2 separate regions of the Bos taurus genome follow, and region 1 is linked to region 2. Evidence: chromatin contacts called from public Hi-C data. All regions are on one chromosome and are shown on one strand. The core of a region is the stretch at or near the end of the contact, and the rest is flanking DNA. Distances in the headings are between cores, read along the strand shown. Region 1 has its middle 23 kb from the start of NFIC. Region 2 holds the start of LOC618071.

Region 1 (4,905 bases), core at 886-3,385, 95 kb before region 2:
AGAGGCAGATCGGGGGTCTATCCTGAGCAGTTAGAAACCATGTGTGCCCGGTCAGTGCCCCACGCACAGTGGACCCACAGGGGTGTCACAGGCTATGAGCAGTGGAGGAAATTAGGTAACTGCCCATCTGGAAGATGGAAGAGCAGGAGGAGGGAGAGAGCAGAGGATGAAGGACTGAAGCCTGGCCCTGCTTGCCAACTCCTGCTCTGCCCCTCCTGCCCCCTCCCATCTCACTCTCCCTGAGTCTGCGCCAGTCACAGGGTGGGGGGATCCACAGAGCTGCCTGGTAGATTCAGTTACAGTGGTGAGTGTGTGTCCCGAAGGCTGGCGACAGGTGGCCAGCATGGCAGGAAGCGGATCATGGGCTGGACCAGCATGGAGTCTGCCCTGTATGACTCTCTGGGCCATATAGAGATCGGGGAGTCTCTCCTGCCCCCTCCCTGACTCTGGGGACATCCAACACCTGCAAGGAGGCAGCAGGAAGCCAGCCCGGGAGTTGGGAGGAGTGGGAATTCCACCCTCTCCCTCATCCAGTCCAGTTACTGCTGCTGGCCACATCCCTGACCTTTCTCCCAGATGCCGGAGCTGAGTAATAGTTACCGGAAAAAGCTGAGTGGTTGCAGCGCATCCTCCTTGGGGGTGGGAGTCACTCTGGATCCCCAGCCTGGTTGTTGGAGGCCAGGGTACCATGGCTGTGATGTGTGATGGGAACAAGTTTCCTCTTCCCCTCCTCCTGCACTGTCTATCCCCTATTGCGCCCACAGTCCCCCAACACAGGCCCTCCAAAAAAGTGACACTGCTGACCCCCCTTGTAGCTCCCCACAAGGCCTGATGGGTGGACGCAAAGGTCCAGGCATCTCTGGTTGCCCCATGTTTCCTTGCGCTTTAGTCCTGCAAGCGTATGAGTCCAGGAGGAGCCAGGCAGCAACTTGGCCAGGAGCCTCGGACGGCAAAGGGAGCTGGATGAGAACCTCAGCTCCGTCACTTCTTTGCAGGATGACCTTGAGCAGGTGAGCCTCCCCTTCTGAGCATCAGTTTCTGCCTCTGGGAAATAGGAGCCATAAAACACCCCTTCCTGGTTTTGTGAGGTTGCCAAGGGGTTCCAATGTGAGCGTCCCAGCACAGAGCATGTTCCCGAGTGGCTGTGCAGTACACATGAACAGTGCCGCAGTTGTATGCAGGGTGCTTCCTGGGTGCCTGTGGAGCTGGCATTCCAGGGAGAGAGACAGACTACAGAGGAAAAACAACACATACTATCAAGGGACACTGAATGGCATAAGGAAAACTGAAATGATTGTTAGACTTTATTATTATTGCAGTCAGCATTCGTTTTTAAAATATTTTTTATTTTTGGCTGCACTGGGTCTTCACTGCTGTGTGCGGGCTTTCTCTAGCCGCCGTGGGTGTGGGGCTGCTCTCTAGTTGTGGTGTGAGGGCTTCTCACTGCAGTGGCTGGCAGGCTCTAGAGCACAGGCTCAGTAGTTGTGGCCCTCAGCCTTAGTTACCAAGCAGCATGTGGAATCCTCCTAGACCAGGGATCAAACCCATGTCCCCTGCATTGGCAGGTGAATTCTTAACCACTGGGCCACCAGGGAAGTCCGTCAGCAATGTTGATAGCCAATGGACAATGTGGCTAGCCCACGTTTCAGCTTCCAAGGCCTCCCAAGGTCTAGGATTATTCAGCACCAACTGTACACCATGCTCCAAATGTTTAAACCTGCAAAACCCATTCTCCAGAAGAGAACGTGAGGCCTCGGGTTTGTCCAGGGTCAGGAGCCGGTTGTGCAAGGCAGAACCTGGGAGTGGATCTGCCAGGTGGCACACTTCCTAGACCCGTCTCCCCCTCCTCGGGCAGAGCTGGCGCCCTCCCAGGGGAACCGGCCCCTGCAGCCCCCAAGCTTCCCCCAGCAGGTGTCCAGGCGGGCTGGGTTGGGGAGGGGGTAGCCCCAGTGGAGCAGGGCAGAGCAGGAGCGGAATGCTACCTCCCCCAAGGCTGCCTGGGAAACGGCAGCACCTAATCCTGGCTCCAGAGGACACGTCGTACCCGAGATTATATAAACCTACCTCTCCAAGCGCTGGCTTAATTCTTTCAGGCTTTCCCCCGCATCTGTCATTCTTTAATCGCCCTGTTAACGGAGCTCTTGGCCAGGCCCCTCCCAGAAGGGGGCGGGGTCTGTAGCCTGACCTTAGCCACCGCCCCACCCCCACTCCGTGAAGATTCAGTGGCCTCTGCGCACCCCCAAGTCCAGGTTTAGGTGGTGGAAGGGGCACAGGGGTGGTGGGCTGGGCGTGGTGGGTGCAGCGCGTGTCTGAGGGATGGGAGTAGTGATGGTGGTTGCTAAGTCGTGTCCGACTCTTTGTGATCCCATGGACTGTAAAGCCCGCCAGGCTCCTCTGTCCATGGGATTTTCCTGGCAAGAATATTGGAGTGGGTTGCCATTTCCTCCTCCAGGGAATCTTCCCAACCCAGGGATGGAACCCGGGTCTCCTGCACTGCAGGCAGATTCTTTACCAACTGAGCTACCAAGGATGGAATCATAGGGCCTAAAGTGAGGACACCCAAGTCAGGCTCTGGCCCCTCTCTGACCCCAGATTTGTCCCCTCAGTTTCCTCTTCCAGAAAGTGGGGGTCCTGGCCTCCAGGTTGTGAAGAAAGCCCCAGAAGGAGTGAATGCATAGCAGGTGCTCAGTTAATGCGGGCTGATGAACCAAGAGGTGGGATCCACACTGGGGCCAGGACAGCTTGGGACTGGACGTGAGGCCTCATGACTGTGGTGGTCCTCACCAAGACTCACTGTGTTCCTTTGTGAAGTGGAGAGGCCACCTCCCCTCAGCCCAGTCTGTTCAGAGAGTTCTCAACACAAGGAAAAAAATTTTTTTTCTATTTCTTTAACTTTGTATCTACATGATATGATGGATAAATGTACGGTGGTGGTGATGGTGGTTACGATGGTGGTGGTTTAGTCACTAAGTCTTGTCTGACTCTTTGCCACCCCATGGACTGTAGCCCGCCAGGCTCCTCTTTCCATGGGATTCTCCAGGCAAGAATACTGGAGTGGGTTGCCATTTCTTTCTCCAGGGCATCTTCCTAACCCAGGGATTGAACCCACATCTCCTGCATTGCTGGAGGATTCTTTACAACTGAGCTACCTGGGAAGCCCAAACATATAGTAGTCATCAAAAAAAAAAAAAATTAAAATAAATTAAAAAGTCTCTTATCCTTGAGAAAAAAAAAAAGAAGAAGAAAGAACAACAACAAAAGTAAATAAATATGCAAGCCAGGCCTATTGCACAGACCGGCAAACCAAGACTGGGGTCCCCTGCCTCTGGGGCAGGGCCGGGAGAGTTGAGAAACCCAGAGGGCTGCCTCCCACCCCTCCACCTGATGGTGCCCAGTGGATGGGAGGCTGAGGAGGTGGAGAAATGAGCTGAGGGCATCAGTCCCCATGGTCCGATTCAAATTAGTGCCAACCCCTACTCTGAAACTCTGTCCTTCCATTGTCAGCCAGGCCAGGTGGGCAACAATGTTGAGGTGCCCGCCCTCCCCACCCCGCGGCTCTGCCCTTTACATAACCCAGCAGCACAGCCGGAAATCACAGTGCCAACGACTCTCTCCCTCTGTAACCGACTTCCTGCCGTTATGACCCACCTTGGGTGCCAGCCACCCGCTCCCCGCCCCCCAGCCTAGGCTGCAGTGCTAGGACTTCAGTCCTCACCTGAGGCTCCCACTCCCAAGAAACGCCCCCCTAAGTGGCACATCTACCTGGGTGTGACCTGGGGCCCAATTACCAGGCTCCTACTACCTTTCTGACTTGCTCTCCCTACTTGTTGGGTTCCCCCTACCTGGCTGCTGGAGGTCGGAGGGCAAAGGGCGAAGGCCAAGGAGCTCCCTTTTAAGACTGAGAGGAGCAGGAGTTGCCCCCTAATTTTTAGAAGGCAAAGAAACCTCCCATTTGGCAGGACTTTTACGAGCAGCTGGCAGGAGGTGGGAGAGAGCCCCCATGGTGGGAAGAGGAGACCCCCAACCCTACTCAGGGGATGTGGGAGGTCTGTCTCTGGGGCCCTCCTCTAGCCAGCAAGGCAGCCTGCAAAGAGTGGCAACTGTGATCATCATGTGGATGTGCCCATTTTACAGATGGGGAAACTGAGACGAGGATGCCTCCTGCTCGAGGCCTCACCATCTTCGAGCAGCAGAGCTGGGGTCTGAGCCTTCAGTGGCCTGACTGCTGGGGCCTGGCAGGTGGGATTCAGGGGAAGAGGCCTCCTGGGCCCTGTGGGACCGGAAATCACAGTGTCACTCCTGCCCCTGTTGCTGCACGGAAGTGCATGATATCTGTTACTTGCAGCAGCGCCCCCAGGCACGTCAGTGAGTTCCTCTCAGACCAATGGGGAAACCGAGGACCAGAAAACAGCAACTTGTCTGAGTTCCCATGCAACAGCGGGAGACAAGCAGCCTGGGGAGCCCTGAGCTGGGCGGTCATGGGGGCCAGGTAGGCTGTGTCCCCACGGCCATCCTGAATTGGTCAGTAGCTCCCACCTCACGAGGTCCCAGCCTCAGTTTCTCCATTCGAAGGAGAGATGCCAGAGACACAAGAGTGGGACTCTGGAGGCTGTGCCCAGGTCGGCATGTGTGGGCAGGCTCCAGAGTGCCAGGCGGTGCCCGAGTCCACACCCAGGTGCCTGTGCCAGGCCCTCTGGCAAAGGTGCTGGGTGGAGGCCTTCTCCAATGGCCTCTGTGGAAGTCTGGGCTTGACTCCGGCTACCACCCTCCATGGCATTCTCAATGTCCCCAGCAATGGCAAGCTCCCCCACAAAGTCACCAGGCAAACTAATGACCAAACCAGGATTCCAACCCAGTTCAGCCTGACTCTAGAGCCAAGGCATCTGGACAATATCAAAGCCCTCA
Region 2 (4,883 bases), core at 281-2,780:
CCCCAGGACCAGGTCCTTTGCTGATAGGGTGTGGAGAAGGCATTGGGGCATCCCTGGAGGACTGCCTGGAGGAGATGAGTGGGAAGACTTCATGTGGAGGAACTTGCCATTGCTTCATGGTTCAGAGGCCCCTCTGTCTCCTCCAGTTCCAGCCCCCAGTCGTCCTCTCCCTTCTCCTTTCTCACAGTCTCCTCTTCCTTCTCTTCACTGCTGTGGAGACCAGAAGAGCCCAGATAATCCGAGTTAATAAGGACAGACAGTGCTCCAGGCCTCTGACAATTCTCCCAGAAGCTCTGAGTCCTGCAGGCACCCTCACTGTTCCCATGACACAGAAGGGGACGAGACTCAGGCAGCTTAGGACACTGACCCCCTTAGAACACGAAGGAAGTTCAGGAGCTCGAACTGTATGAGCCAAAACTGAGCTCTTAATTTCTGGCCTCTTTGGCTTCCTGGGTTTCAGAACTGTGGGTGAGTGGACGGGCAGAGAGATGAAGGGCTTGACCGACGGATGGGTGGATGGATTAATGAGTGTGTGGATAGATGAACGAATAGACGCATGCATGAATGGTGGGAAGGTGGGTGGATGGATGGATGAACAGATAAGAGGGATGGATGATGGAAGGAGGGAAGGAGAGAGAGAAGGTGGGAGACAGGTCGGGGGGATGATGGATGGATGATGGACAGGTGGATGGAGAAATGGGTGGTGTTGGCATTGGGGTGATACTTTATAGACCCCCCTATTGAAACACATCCTAGGGATGGGGGATCTCTGTGAGGAAGCCACCCTTGTTTTGCGGGTAGGTAGTCAGGAGCAAAGCCAGTGAGGTCCTGTGAGGCCCCCCTGGGGACCTCTCAGAATCAGAGTATTACCCCGCTGGTCCTGCCCAGTCTTGGAGGATGCTCGGAAAGGGAAGGGGCTCCTAGAGGGGAGGGGCTTAGAGGGGAGGGGCTTGGCGCGAGGAGGGGCTTAGAGGGGCAGGACTCAGAGAGGGGAGGGGCTCGGTAGGGGAGGAGCTTATAGGGGAGGGACCGGCGAGGGGCGGGGCTCAGAAGGGCGGGACTCATAGAGAAGAGGGGCTAGTAAGGGAGAGGCTTGGCACGAGGAGGAGCTTAGAGGGGTGGGACTCAGAGAGGGGCGGAGCTGAGATGCTAAAGAGTAAGCGAAGGGGAGGGGCTCAGAAGGATGAGAACCCACCTGTCCTGGGACTCCCGGCACCAGACGGCATAGACCAAGGTGAGGACAAAGATGAGGAAGAGGAAGGCCAGCGCAGCCCCCAGCCCCACCAGCCACGACTTCCGCTGGGCCACTGCGGGCGGGAGCAGGGTTGGGTCAGCGTCGGGGCCGCCAGGTTAGGACTGTTTTCCCTACTCCACCCCCACTCCCTCCCAAGGCCTTACGGGGTTGGGCCTGCACCAGCCTTGGGACCAGAGCTGCGAGAAGAGAGAGTTGACCGGGGGTCGTACAGAATTTACCCATCCTGCGCCCTCTTGTCCTCGCCCCTATCCAGCAGATTCTGGGGTTGCAGCCCCGGCGGGAGAAGGAAGTGGCCTGCCCAGCGCACCCCAGGGCAGGGTGTGGCCGGTGCCCCAGGAAGTAGGAGGTGGGGTCCCCTCCCTGAGTTCCGGGCACCATGGGGAGGGGCTCAGGGTCCTGAGCTTCCTTGTCCCTGTCTCCCTGAGGCCCATCCTGACTCTCACTCTCCACGGTCAGAGCCACAGCAGGGGCGGCTCGAGAAGGGTGGGGAACTCATTTCCTGACCACCAGGCATTGCACTGGCTCTGAAGTCCCAGCACCTCCATCAAGTCTCACACTCTGGTGGTCAGAACTCTGGTCCTCACATTGCAAAAGAGGAGCCAACTCGAGGCTCAGAGAAGTTAGGCCACTTCCCTGGGACCACATAGCATCCCAGAGGAACACAGTTCTCCCAGCTAGGAACACCCCCTACCCCAACCCTCTCCCGTCCTAGGACATGAACCTCCAAATCTGACCTGAGCCAGCCCCTGCATGTGCCCGTCCCTTGGGCAGCCTAGGCTTCCATCCCAGCGCTGCCAACAACAGCCAGGGAGACCTGGGCTGGTGGCGTCCTTCTTTCTAAGTCTCAGTATTTTCAGCTGGAAAATGGGACGAATTGCAAACCGACAGAGACTGAGACCATAAGGATGCTAGGCGTTCAGTGGAAGCATCTTTTAGGGAGATTATATATTTTTATTTACGGCTTTTCTGCCCCCTGGTGGCCGATCCTGGGATAGTCTCAGAAGCTCCCCGCCTTCTGGGCTACCACCCCAGCTACAGGCTTCACAAGAGAGCCCTAATGCAACTACTGAAGCCTGCTCCGCAACAAGAGAAGCCAACACAACGAGAAGCCTGCACAACAAGACAGTAGCCCCCGCTGGCCACAACTAGAGAAAAACCTGCGCAGCAACGGAGACCCAGCACAGCCAATAAATAAATAAAATGATAAACACCAGCCTTTATCAAAGTTCTCATTAGGAAATGGTTAACATCCAGGGCAAGGTCCAGGGCCTGAAGAAAGTGAAGAGAGCAGGGGAGGCTTGTCCCCTCCCAAGATGGTGCACCCAGGGGCACCCCACCCATCAAGACCCAGTTTCTGGAAATGGAGTCACGTGAGCCAAAAACCTGGGGGTGGAGGGAGCAAGGCTTTCCCAGGAGACAGCCCTCGGGGCTCAAAGTTCAGGGTTCAGGACGGCAGGATCAAGATTGCAAGGGGAGCGTCTGATCTGCCCAGCACCTGGGCACAGTGGAGTTTGGTCTTCCACAGCTGCCCAGGCCTTGCTCCCAGCCCCCAAAGCTGTCTCCTCCTGGGGAAACTGAGTCCCAGGGGACAACGGAAGCCCTTCTGAAAGGCTCTCCCCCAGTCCCTGGCCTATACTGGTCCTGAAGCTGAACGGGAGGAAGGAGGTTTTGGCCCATAGATGTCAGGCAGTGGGGAAAAGCAGGTAGAGCGGTGAGATTGTAGGGGTTGGGGGTTTCTCGCGAACCAGGAATGGTCTCCGAGTGCAAGAAGAATCACCAGATAGAACAAATCATAACAATATAGACTGTATAACACACGAAGAGCCCTCCTTGGTGGGGGGTGGGTAGGGTCCCAAGCCTCTTCATTCAGGGCCCCGTACTCTCAACCACAGATGGAGTCACCACAGTGGCTTCAGGTTCAGTTCATTGCTTCTAGGGTGTGGAAGGGGCATCTCTGGCGGGTTTCTTGGAGGAGGTGACTGAATCTTTACATGGCCGTGTTCCTGACTTTCTTGTAGTCCCTGCGCTCCTCATTTTCCTCTAGCTCCAGCCCGAAGTTTCTCTTTCCTTTCTTCTTGGCCTTTTCCCCCTTCCCAGCTTTTTTCTCCTCAGCCTTTTCCTCCTTCTCTTCCTTCCCTTTCTTGTCTTCTTTTCTGTAGGGACACAAAAACCCCAAACCATGGTAACAAAACAGAGTCATTCCCATTTAACAGACCCTCACCTGTGCCAGGCCTTTACCTGTGCCAATGCTTCACAAAAAGTCTTTGCTGAATCTTCAAAACAGCCCTTACAAGGCACCCTTGTGATTTCCATTTCACAAAGGCAGAAACTAAGGTTCAGTTGTTCATTGGAAGAATGGATGGATGGATAGGAGAATGGATGGATGGATGGGAGAATGGATGAATGGATAGATGGATGGGTGGATGGATAGATGGATAGGTGGATGGATGGGAGAATGGATGGGTGGATGGATGGATGGATAGATGGGAGAATGGATGGGAGGATTTGTGGGTGGGAGTGTAAATGGATGGATGGGGAAGGAATGAACCTGGCAGGGAGCAAACTATGAATTAGGAGCACTTATTGGACCTGGAGCCTCCAGCACATCCTGAGAGCAGGAACCACACTTTACTGGGGCTGAGCTGGGTCTAAACAAAGCATAGTCCATCCCAGACCCCTCCCTCAGGCATTTTAGGCTCAGCTGAGAATCTTCCAGCCAGGATATTCTCCTCCCAGCTCCCAGCTCCAACTCCTGTCCCCAAACCTTTGCCCAAGTTGGGGTGCTTGCTCCATAAGAGCCTCCAGCCCTGCCCGCATCCCTGAGCTCTCATCAGAGTCACATCTGGAAACAGGATCATGGGAGACGCTGAATCCAGGAGAGTCACCCACACCAAATCACACGCACACAGTCCCTGCACTATCCCACACCACCATCTTGTTCAACAGGTATTTAGTAAGTGCCTACTGCATGCCAGGCCCTGGGCAGGGCCCTGAGGACACAGCCTGGACCAAAGCTAAGTTCTGTTCAGAAACCAGTAAATGACTTAGATAATTTCATTTGGCAATACGTGCAAAGAAAGATGCAGGGCTGTGTCAGAGAGAGCATCAGGAAGGCTGTTGGTCAGGTTGGGCATCTGTGGGGAGGAACCAACTGAGCAGGGACTGGAGGAGAGACAGAGCCAGCCAGAAGATATGGGCAAAGGTGTACAAATCAGAACAGTAGGTGCTAAGGCCCTGGGGCCAGAGTGTGGCTGAGGTGTTCAAGGACGGAAAGAGGTCATCAGTGCACACCCATGCACACACACATGCTCACACAGCAGTACCTCAGATCCACTTCCTCATACGGGTTGGGATTCATCCTCAATGTGGGCCTCTCTTCATCCTCAGCTCTGCAGAAGAGATGGGAATCGGAGGGGTGGGGATGGATAAAGGGCAGGAAGTGGAGGCAGCCTCAGTCTCCCCCAGATTGAAGGAACTCCAGGAAGCAAGAGCCAGCGGGGGGAACTGCATGATTGTACTGGGCTGTGGGTGCAAGGGGAGCAGGGAAATGGGGAGACAAGGAAAGGGACTAGAGAGGGTCATGAAGTGGAAGAGGTGCCCAGCACTTTGGGAGTAGGGAGGGGAAGGG

Evidence for each region. Hi-C and Micro-C count contacts between places; a contact is called where the count stands out from the background.
Region 1: a contact with region 2 is called in a Hi-C map of liver, with 4 times the contacts expected there. The contact joins the enhancer-like site here to the promoter of LOC618071 in region 2. A contact is called at or near these places in 4 of 11 Hi-C or Micro-C datasets (blastocyst, liver and skeletal muscle).

The regions. Positions count from the first base shown.
Region 1 is chr7:20,529,966-20,534,870 of ARS-UCD2.0, reverse strand. No RefSeq gene overlaps it. Among named protein-coding and RNA genes, the nearest start is that of NFIC, 23 kb to the right of the region's middle. Within about 2 kb of position 2,135, at least 24 of the 102 cell types and tissues checked have an H3K27ac peak or open chromatin away from gene starts, as enhancers often do. A contact at or near this core is called in liver, where this site is marked.
Region 2 is chr7:20,434,039-20,438,921 of ARS-UCD2.0, reverse strand. It overlaps LOC618071, which reads right to left and starts at 1,530. Exons shown (of 3, transcript NM_001206718.1): 1 at 1,399-1,530; 2 at 1,196-1,307; 3 at 1-210. The coding sequence starts at 1,477. The coding sequence ends at 90. It overlaps SMIM24 (small integral membrane protein 24), which reads right to left. Exons shown (of 4, transcript NM_001206717.1): 3 at 4,579-4,644; 4 at 2,446-3,408. The coding sequence ends at 3,243. SMIM44 (small integral membrane protein 44) reads right to left here. Exons shown (of 3, transcript XM_059888666.1): 3 at 4,579-4,644.